Linked DNA regions of Mus musculus: region 2 is linked to region 1. A link is a contact called in public HiChIP or PLAC-seq data. All regions are on one chromosome and are shown on one strand. Each heading gives the region's core, a stretch centred on a gene start, on an enhancer-like site or on the middle of the called end of the contact. The rest is flanking DNA. Distances are from core to core; before and after follow the strand shown.

The links. HiChIP or PLAC-seq counts read pairs in DNA pulled down with a chosen protein or histone mark.
Region 2: an H3K4me3 HiChIP or PLAC-seq map of bone marrow-derived macrophages shows a contact between it and region 1, with 7 times the contacts expected there. The contact joins the promoter of Klhl24 here to the enhancer-like site in region 1. A contact is called at or near these places in 11 of 39 promoter capture datasets (the 3T3-L1 cell line, 3T3-L1-derived adipocytes, the C10 cell line and 7 more), 1 of 15 datasets of contacts at CTCF or cohesin (large pre-B cells), 18 of 484 Hi-C or Micro-C datasets (the C10 cell line, the CH12 cell line, ECoMG myeloid progenitors and 13 more), 21 of 115 datasets of contacts at active chromatin or transcription factors (the 230-238 cell line, DN3 thymocytes, the SCID.adh cell line and 8 more) and 4 of 9 other capture datasets (adipose tissue, embryonic stem cells, liver and 1 more).

Annotation. Positions count from the first base shown.
Region 1 is chr16:19,852,352-19,857,564 of GRCm38.p6, forward strand. No RefSeq gene overlaps it. Among named protein-coding and RNA genes, the nearest start is that of A930003A15Rik, 29 kb to the right of the region's middle. Within about 2 kb of position 2,845, at least 6 of the 459 cell types and tissues checked have an H3K27ac peak or open chromatin away from gene starts, as enhancers often do. A contact at or near this core is called in bone marrow-derived macrophages and granulocyte-monocyte progenitors, where this site is marked.
Region 2 is chr16:20,094,394-20,099,606 of GRCm38.p6, forward strand. Klhl24 (kelch-like 24) reads left to right here and starts at 3,161. Exons shown (of 8, transcript NM_029436.3): 1 at 3,161-3,278.

The DNA.
Region 1 (5,213 bases), core at 1,595-4,094:
CTTCCTTTGAGTCATTGGTCAGGGAAGTCTAAGAGACACCTCCAAACAACTGCTAATATAGGTAATAATTTAGTCTTCCCCAAGCATGAGCCACCTCTGATTCTTTGCTTCTTCTCTTGCTTTGTATCTGGCCTGTAGTTGTAGGCAAGCTTAAGGAGCTGAGTAGCTGTTTGCCTGTCTAGGGCCTGGGAGAACTGGTTAATGACAGGAGGAACTTTGGGGGGCTTATAGAGGGTGGCTCTTTGCCGCTGCAGCCTGATGTGGTAGGGCCATTTGAGGAAGTGTGTTAGATCTCTTTTGGGCTGGATGTCCTGCCCAATGTTGAAGTTTTTGGGCCTTTTCTCAAACAAAGGATTGACCACCTTTTTGGCCTCCTGTTTCTTGACGACGGTGGGGGCCTTCCTTCCTTTGGGCATCTTGCTCAGCTGGTGGAGAGAGAAAGAAGAGGGAACTGTGGGTGATCCAATTTTAACTATTTTTTTTTTAAAGATTGCTTTGTTGTTGTTGTTTTTCTAAACAGATACAAAAGCTGAAGAGAGTAAACTACCATCTTATTCTTTTTGGGATCTGAACTAAGGACCACTATGTCACTATTACATGCTTGGTTTGGTCTAAATGTTGACATGTAATAATTAGAGTCAAGTAAGTAATAACAAGTCTCAAGATAAAACATAAGCTCAAAACTTTTCACCTCTTATCAGAATCAGCCTCTCTTAAATCCCTAACACTTGGTAGAAATTTCCTTGAGAGAGCTGAAAATAAAGGAGAAATTTCTCACAGAAACCTTAGCAAATATCAAAAGACCTTGATTTAAGACTTCAGGAGCCAGGCAGATCTCCTTGAGTTCTACACCAGCCTCGACTACACAGTAAGTTCCATGAGAGCCAGAACTATGTAGTAAGACCCTGTTGCAAATTAAAAAACAAAAAAAAACAAAAAACACTCTTCTGGTGGGATTCTGGAAGACCATTCAGGAATGGTCAAGCCTGTAAAGATGGCAGCTGGTATTGGCTCTAAATGTAAATGTCACTTTTATTGCCTCAGATGAAGGAATGAGTTGAGAGCCAGAACCAAGCTTTATGAATACATGGCTTGGGATGAGCCCAGGGCATTTCTATATAACTTTCCCTAGGCCTAGGCCTGGAAGCTTCTAGCCTCCATACAATCTAATATTCTGCAAACGAGAATCTTGAAGGCTTCAGCTTCCAACCTCCATCTGCTAACCTAGCTCTAGAATGTTTCGGCCTCTGAGAATTAGTGCTGAATAAGCTCATTCTTTCTAGCTTTTTCTGAACTCTGGTTGGCTGGTTCAACTTAGCTGTTCTGGCTCAAACTTCTCTCCAAGCTGACTGATTCAAACTGGCTTCTCTCGGCTTCTGGCTGAATTGCTCTGTTTGGAAAGACTGCTTCTGAACTTCACAAACCAAACTGATCACTAATGAACTCAACTGACTCGCTCTCCCTCACTACTCTTTAAGTAGTCTCTTTTTCCTTGTCCTCAGGAAAGTTGAGCGTGTCCTATCTTTGACCCATTCTGTTAAATCTTTCTCTGAGTCATTTCTTTGCTCCACAATTAGATAACCTTGTTTGAGATTATAGAGATGTGTCTATGTTCTAGCCAGAGGGATTTGTGTGTGGCACGTCTGCAATCCAACCAGATCATATCTTTGGGTATGATCCTGTACCAGAACAGCCGTGTTGCTAGGTTAAAATTCCTCTACAATTGACAATAATTTATATTCTTCTTGACGATCTTTTCAGTTGTTTTATGCTTTCTTCCTGGAAAACAGCTGAGTCCCTCAACAGAAAAGCAAAAACCTATACATGGAACCTTCCCTTCCCTCCATAAGGATGTTCTTACTCCATTCTAGTACTGAATGCAACTTAAGCACTGAAAAATTAACATGATATTCATAAGGTTCAAGATTGTGGGCCCTCCTACTAGGAACTCCAACAAAATATGAAAATGCAGACAAATCTGCCCCAACTGGCAGGATGACAAACTGTGGAATTGTTCTACTACACCTACTGCCACCAAGGGCCTCAATACCTGCTGCATAATTTTATCTATACAAATGAAAACAGAAATTATGCTAAGTCCTTGCAGATTAAAATGAGAAACTAAAAATTAAAACAAACAAAGTTCCAGTCCTAGGGAAAGCTGGGGCTTGTAAAGATAAAGTTCAAGGTGCATTGCTCTGTTGAGAACTGGAGTCCTCAGCTGCAGAGCTGTTCCAGGTTTGGGGTAGTGTAGCTCATTTTCTAGTTCCCAAATGGTGGTGCTGTTGGGAAGGATGCGGAACATTTAGAAGGTGGCATGTCACTGGAGGAAGTGGGTCACCGGGGACAGGCCATGCTGGGCTTCATATTCTGTTTCCTGTATGAATGCAATGTAACTAGCCAGACTCCTGATCCTGCTACCATGCCTTCCCTGCCTGCTGGCACATTCACCACACACAAACACACACACACACACAGCTTGTTATGAAGAACTGTTCCTTCTCTGGAGTTATGAGTAAAACAAACCCTTTCTCCTTTAAATTGCTTTTGTTAGAATATTCTAGCACAAAAATAACTAAGGCAGATAGCGTGAAGATCTCATAGATGAACCTGCTGGAGATACTGGCCAGAAACCCTTCCCAAGGTTTTGGATAAAACCAATGAAGAAAAGGGCCTTGAAGTTTAAGCCCATGTACTTTCACAGTTAACCTTTTAGACAGTCTCATCAACCACATGGCTATATGCCTTATTGTTCAGATCTGCAGAGGACATTCTAGACACACACATCCTTTAACAGAGCTCCTTTCAAAGTAGGTCATAAAACCAAAATGTAACTTAGGAGGGATCCTTACGTTAGATTTCCTTCCCTCCACCCTCACTTCCTTTTTCTCGCCTCTCTCTTCCCCCCCTCCTCTTCCTTTTTCCCCTCCCAGAACAAGAGATTTATTTTCACTTCAAACTATTGTGTTTGGTTCTGTTGTGTTTTGTATTTGTTCTGTTCGGTTTTGAGACAAGGTGTCAGTATATAACTTGGGCTAACCTCAAACTCATGATTCTCCTGCTTCAGCCTCCTGAGTGCTGAGGTTAAAGGCTTGTCACACATGCTTGGTCTCTGTGCCTGTTTAAGGAGGCTTCACCATGTTATTTGCAGATTCCCAAAGCAAAATGCAAACCTTTAGATACCAAACATTCAAATGTGCTCCAACAGGTGCCTTATACGTCTCATGGTTTGTATTTCCAGATGCTCTTCACTGTAGCATGGAGTGACAATCATGTCATTAAGTCCAAGGTACAGTTCATTCATTTCAAACTCCTAAGCTACTGAGCATAATATCATGCAATACCCATCGAAAGCACCGAGATCACGTGCAGGGAACTATAAGCAGTTACTGCTGCCCAGCACCAAAGCTATCACAATTACATGTTGCTAACCTGGAAAAGATCAATATTCAAAACTCTGAGTACAATACAGTGTTGTCATTGTGACACTGGAAACTCCTGTGCTGAACTGTCCTAAGCCACGCTCCATTTCTCTATCTATCTGGGGAGAAAAGCTTAGAACAGAGGACCACTCTCCCTACTCCAGGCTGGGGAAAGGAAAGCATTTCCATGTTCTTTATTTTTTTTAATATTTTATCCTCATTTAGTTATTTCAGTAGCCTCTGAAGGAGTGAACTGGTTATTACTCCTTCAGGCATTAAACATCTGGTTAAATTAAAGCACACATCACACACACAACTTTGTGCACTGATTCACGGTAATATCTTGATATTATTCTGTTGTCCCCTAATAAGATAATATTTGGGAAGAATGCCAGAGCCTTGATTTCTACTCTCAGCTGGATGTTTTGTGTCAGGAGCTTTTTTGGTTTAACATTTTCTTTGACCAGTGAATTCATTTCTCCTCTCGTGTCTTCAATGCCTAAGTTTCTCTCTTCCATCTCTTGTGTCCTGCTAGTGAAGTTTGCCTCTGTAGTCCCTGTTCTAAATTCTAAATTTTTTATTTCCAGAATTCCCTCGGTTGTCTTTTCTTTATTGATTCTACTTCCATATTCAGGTATTGAACAGCTTTATCTAGGTTTTTCCCACTGTTTAACTGTGCTTTCTTGGATTTATTTAAGGAATTTATTCATTTCCTCCAATTTTGTGTTTTCCTCTCTTTTTTTAATGGATTTATTAATTTGCTATTTAAGTACCTCTATTAGCTTCATATAGCTGGTTTTAAAGTCTTTTTCTTGTGCTTTAGTTAAACTGGAATTTTCAGGGCCTGTTCTTGTAAGAAAGCTGTGCTCTAGGGTCGACACATTGCTCAACTATTATTGATTGTGTTTTTATGCTGGCAATAGGTATCTAGGATTGATATGATTATAGGTCTAGATGCTGATTTCTGGGCTCGCTTTTGTTGGGAGGGTGTTTTGTTCCTTGGTTTCTGTTTTCTCTCTGTAGTTTCAGAAATTGTGATGCCTGTTTTTCTGGCCTGCTCAGCTGTTACGTCTACAGGGAGTGCCTGATGGTGTTAGAGGGTGGGACACCAAGGTGAGTTGGGGGAGGAAGTTGAAAGAGGATGGTGTTGGGGACAGGATCAGAAAGAAGGGGGAAACCACAGCAGATTTCCTACTACAGAGCTGGGCAGGAGATTGGATCTCAGGACCAGTAGGAGTAGTGTGTAAGTCTGCCTTCAGTGGGGCCCTTGTGAGCTGGGGTGCCTGCTGGGGTTGAAATCTCCACAAAGCAAGGAGTCAGGGAAGATAGATTAGAAGGAGGAGTTCTGTGGGATCCACAGGAAATAGGAACAGGAGGGCAGAGAAGGTTGCCATGAAAGTTGTGCTGTGGAGCTGGGACTGAGACTCAGGAGTTAGGTCTGGGGTAACAGAGAAGGAAGAGAAGATCTGCAGGCAGCTTACCTGGTGTTTTGGCCAGTATATCCTGTGGGTGAGCAGGGGGTGCCTGCTAAAATAGGAGGCCTGGAAAGACTAATGTATGGGAAAAGGACATGAGATTCACAGGAGATGGACCTTGGGTGCTAGCTCCGTACCCAATCCCACAACACTCAGAGGAAGCTCAAGTCCCAGGTGCTCTAACACGTCCAGGATCATAGGTGAGGAGGCCACAACATCTGCCCCAACACTGGGAGTAACTGGAAATACCCTGCCACACCCTCCCCTCCCCCACCCCCAATCTAAGGACACAGGAACCCCAAGCCAGCTAATGGCA
Region 2 (5,213 bases), core at 1,911-4,410, 240 kb after region 1:
GTTTCAAAAGCCATGCCAGGGCCAGCCAGGCAGTTACTCAGTCTCCACACACACCCTCTCTCTGCCCGCAACTTGAAAATCAGATATGAACTAATCTTAGCTACTTTTCCAGCACCATGCCTTTCTTGCCATGCCACCATGTTCCCTGCCATGGTGATCATGAATCAACCCTCTAAAACTGTAAGCAAGTTCTCAGCTAAAGTGTGGCAGCTCACAACTGTCTATAACTGTAGTCCCATGGGACCTGATGCCCTCTTCTCAGATGTATGTATGTGCAGACATACACGTGGACAAAATACATACATATATATGTGTGTGTGTATCACAAACAAATAAACCTTTTTAAAAAATAATGATGAAAAAAAGCATATAGAGATAGTATCATCAAAATGGGAAGTCACAAATCCAGAAGAAACCAACTGGGGAAGTCGAGGCAGTCAGCTGGAGTTCCAACCTGAGCTTTGTCTCCACTGAATGAGCTTGCTATGGCTGAACTTCCAACTTCCTTTTCCCACTGTAACCTCTCTTGGAGGTGGCTCACTTTCTAGCTGTTTTCAAGGAAACCGTGACTTTTATGGTTTATTTTTGGGCTGTTTCACTGTTCTCTTCCCTCCCTCGGAACATCATCTCAGACAAGGGACCCTGGAAGACACTTTAGACAACCATGCCTGGGTCTGAGTTGGGAGGGAAGGAACACCACTTCCAATGCCAGCTTCTTAGTAAGCTCAAACAGCACAAAACAATTAACCAGGGTTCCATCGTAGCAGTGCACAGGCTGGGCATAGACTCATAATCCTAGTACTCAAAGTGCAGGAGGAGCTGAGAGTTCCACATCTTCATGTGAAGGCTGCTAGCAGAATACTGACTTCCAGGAAGCTAAGATGAGGGTCTTAAGCCCACACCCACAGTGACACACCTACCCCAACAAGGCCACGCCTCCTAAGGACAAGCATATACAAACCATCACACCATACCTCCCTTCCCATAGAAAGGGTGACCTCATGACCTTATATGATCCAAGTCACATAAGCCCTATTCTTCTGTCTTGTTCGTAGAGCATAGACCACATATCAACTAAGCCAGCTTCCTTACAATGTAATATGCTCCTTCGCTCAGAAATCTTTAAGAATAGACGGGGGCTGGAGAGATGGCTCAGCGGTTAAGAGCACTGACTGCTCTTCTGAAGGACCTGAGTTCAAATCCCAGCAACCACATGGTGGCTCACAACCATCCGTAACAAGATCTGGCACCCTCTTCTGGAGTGTCTGAAGACAGCTACAGTGTATTTAAAGCATACAATAAATAAGTAAATCTTTAAAAACAAAAACAAACAAAAAAAGAATATTTGTTAAAAAAAAAAAAAGAATAGACACCTTGCTTTTTACTTTGAGTGAAACTAAGTTTCTCACTTTGGGCCCTACTGTACTGCTTGCTGAAGCATTAATAAAATGCTTGCCTGAAAAACGAATAAGTTCAAACATATCTCTCTCTCTCTCTCTCTCCCTCTCTCTCTCTCTCTCAAATCTCCCTCCAAAAAATAAAAAATAAAATAAAATAAAATAAAATAAAAATTCTATCACTAATGAATTAGAGGTCAGCCTCAGAAACATTAAGACGCTGTTTTGCAACCTAAATAAAGGATCTGGAGCAATGACCCCATTGTTAAAAACACTGACTGCTTTATGAGAGAGGATGAAGCCTAGAATTCCAGCATCCCTACATGGTAGCTCACACTCTCTGAAACCAACTCCAGTGCTGGGGAATCTGGTGCCTTCTTCTGGCCTCCATGGGCATTGCATGCAGGCACATGGTACACAGACGCAGACAAAACATATTTAAATTTTAAATTTTTAAATAAATAGAGCTGAAGAAATGACTTAATGGCTAAGAGCACTTATTGCTCTATCTGGATTTCAGCTCCCAGCACCTGCAGCTCCAGGGGGACCCAATGACTCTGATCTTTACCAGCACTCAGATAGCCAATACAGACACACACAAAGAATTAATAATAATAATAATAATAATAATAATAATAATAATAGACAATTTAAAAAGAATTCTAGATAGTTTTCCTTCAAGTTATGTATCTTGTTTAAATCAATTTGTGGAGAAGAGAGGGGAAGAGAAGGAAGGAGGAGGAAAAGAGGGGAGGAGGGGAAAAGGACGAGGGAAGGAAGGAGAGAATATGAAAATAAATCTTCTTGCTTTGACAAGAGAAAACCAAAGAAAGGACTCTCTAAGCTGATAGCACCAACTGGTCAAGCCAGAGTGGCAAGCAGTTTTACTGCAGGCCTAGCCATAAATCTTAGAAAAGTCAAAGAAAGGTCCCCCCCACTCCACCCCCCACCCCCGCGCCCCAGGAAGTACTCAGTAGGCTTTTTTTAAGTTAATAGAACATGAAAAGGAGACCTAAAAGCTTATCAAATGGCCTGCCTGTCAACTCTGCTCCTCTCTCTCTACCTTGTGGCAACACATCTAATTTTAACGGAGGCAAGGCTGTCTTAATGAAGTGCAGAAGGAAGAAGTACGTAACTTTTGTCAGAAGCCAGAACTATCCAAACATTTTCAAGAGCAGAGGACGGCCATCCTTGAAAAGGAATCTCCTAGAAACAAAACATCTTGAAGAAGATTCCATGTGCCTCGGAAAATAAAGGTTTGTTACAATTTTTGTTCAACTCCTGCATCTGATTAAGACAAAAATTAAATTAAATTTAAAAAGTAACTGAGGCTCTGATAGCGACCTTGACAGATTTACAAAGAAAGCGTCCTCTGCAATTATGACCAGGCTTCTAGTACACTCCACCTCTCAGGCCCTCTGATTTCCCAAGTGTGTTAGAACATGGTAATTAAAACAAGCCTTATTCCAAGCTCTAAGGTTGGCTAAGTCCTGGTCTTGTGCTTTGGCTTTGGGATGTAAAGGGCTCTTTGAAAACAATCAACATACCACTTCTGTCTTGATCAAGATGCATTCCTTTAATCTTATTCTACCTTAAATAAATGTTTGGAATTAGCAGCCCGGGGTTGGGTTTCCGCCCTCTAGCGGAACCCAGATGGCCTGAGAGCCCACCGGCAGTAAAAACTACGTCTCCCAGAATGCTCCGGGAAGGCGGATGCCTCCCCCCCATTGGCCAAGGGTGGGTGACGCTAAGTGTTTTGGCTCGACGGTCACATGTTTCCTTTGTTGTGAGCAGTGGCAGAGACTGGCGGTGGCTCGAGGAGACGCCGGCGCAGCAGGGACGGGGGTCGCCGCTCGTGCCGCTTCCAGCCTGCGCCGAGAGGTACCAGGGTGGCCGCTCCAAGCGGCATGCGACCGCGGCGCTGATCCCCGGCACCGGCGGGAGGGAGGCGAGGTCCCTGGCTGCCAGAAGCCCGATGCGGCCTCGGGCGTGGGGACAGGGCAGGGACGAGCCCCGCGGCAGCAATACACTTAGGGTGGAAGCGGCCGGAGTGTTTCGGCCTCGGACCTGGAGTTTCCGTGGGGTGACCGTGAGTGCTGTCGCCTAGCACGGATAAGGATCGGGGTGCTGGGGCCATAGCAGCCAGCAGCACAGTTGCGAAACATGCGGGGCGTGGTCACCTGACCGTTACCCGCCCCCGCGAAGCCTTTGTTTACCGGGAGCGCGGCCTCGGGCCGTCCCGGGGGAGCCCCCACCCGGCTGCCCGCTTCCTTCTCAGGGCCCTCTGCTTCTTAATTTAGTTCCCAATGTTCCCGCCCCCAAGCCCTGGGCACCCGAGGCGAAGATCGTTCGGGCGGCCGGGATTGGGCGCTGCAGGCGGGCCGGGCCGGCGAGTTCCGAATTTTTATTGGCAGGGGGTGGTAGGTGGGTGGCCCGTGCCAGGCAGTCCCGCCCTCGCCTGAAGGTGACCTGGAGGACGCGGGCGCCGAGGGAGGGGAGCAGCGGGGCGGTGGGTAGGAAGGGGGCGTGCCCTGCAGAGGCCAGGGGGTGGGGGCTAACCCGTAGCTCCTGGCGTAGGACAGCGCGCAGCTCTGCGAAGTTGCCCTTGCCTGCTCTGTCCAGCCTTAGGTAGTAAAGGATGACCCACAAGGCCACATTTGAGAAGCTTCAATATCAGCTCTAGCGGATTTTAATCATGTCAATTTTTTTTTCTGTTAGTGTTCTCAGCTGACACCTGGCACAACCACCAGATGGTTGATGGTTGATAATGGTTTGGTGTTTTGTTTTTCTTTATTAGGATTTAATATGTATCCCTTGCCACTAAAAATATAAACGGTGGCTTTTACCTTTAAAAAAAAAGATATTTTGAGGTTATTCACCTAAAAGTTTTTTGGTTTTGGATTTTTGAATGAGCTTTCTTAGTTTTCCCTTTTTGGGGCACACAATTTCGTGTATTAATCTCCCAGGTAATTGAGAAGTTTCTGATAAGTGAGTTGAAGGTGTGTTTGGAAAACTGTACATTAAGATAACCGAAAGCCCAGTCATTTCCAGACGGAGGATATTAAAGGTGGTTTTCCAAATCTCTTAAACTTATGGTGCAGCTAGGTTTTGTCATTTTATCTCAGAAAAGTTGAGTTTCTTCAGTAAAGCAGGTATAATATACTTAATAAAGCAGCCTTAATATACTTTTTAAAGATTTATTCTGTGTGGGTGTTTGACCAGCATGTACCCACCCACCTGTGTTCGGTGCCAACGAAGGCCAGAAGAGGGCGTCAGATCTCCTGGAACTGGAGTTCTAGATGGTTCAAGTTGTCAGCTGCCTTGTGAGTGCTGGAAACCAAACCTGGGTCCTCTGCAAGAGCACTGCTAAACCATCCTTCCAGCCCCTCTTAATATTAAAAATCCAAGTACTGATGCCTGTTAGAATAAGAAGTTGTCTGATCAGGACACATAGTCACTCGTATACTAAGGTTATTCAGATCTTAACATATACAAATGCAACCCAGTATACTTTAATAAGAACTACCTACCATTTGATAAGTTGAGTTTCTTTAAACAAAGCTTGTGACTTAGTCTTTAAACAGGAAGAAGAAAACAATATTCTGAGAGCTATCAGTTATATCTTAAACTTTCCTGGCTTTCGTCCAGATTGCCAAAACCTTAATGCTTTTCCGGTGTGCTTTTTAACTTCCTTGTTTTCCTGCCATTTCATTAAGAGTCAGAGGTCAAGACTTTGGAAAATAAATACTTAGCAAATATGTTGCAGCATTTATTCTTGTATGCACTTTATTTACTCTTACCTGGAAAATTTAGGAC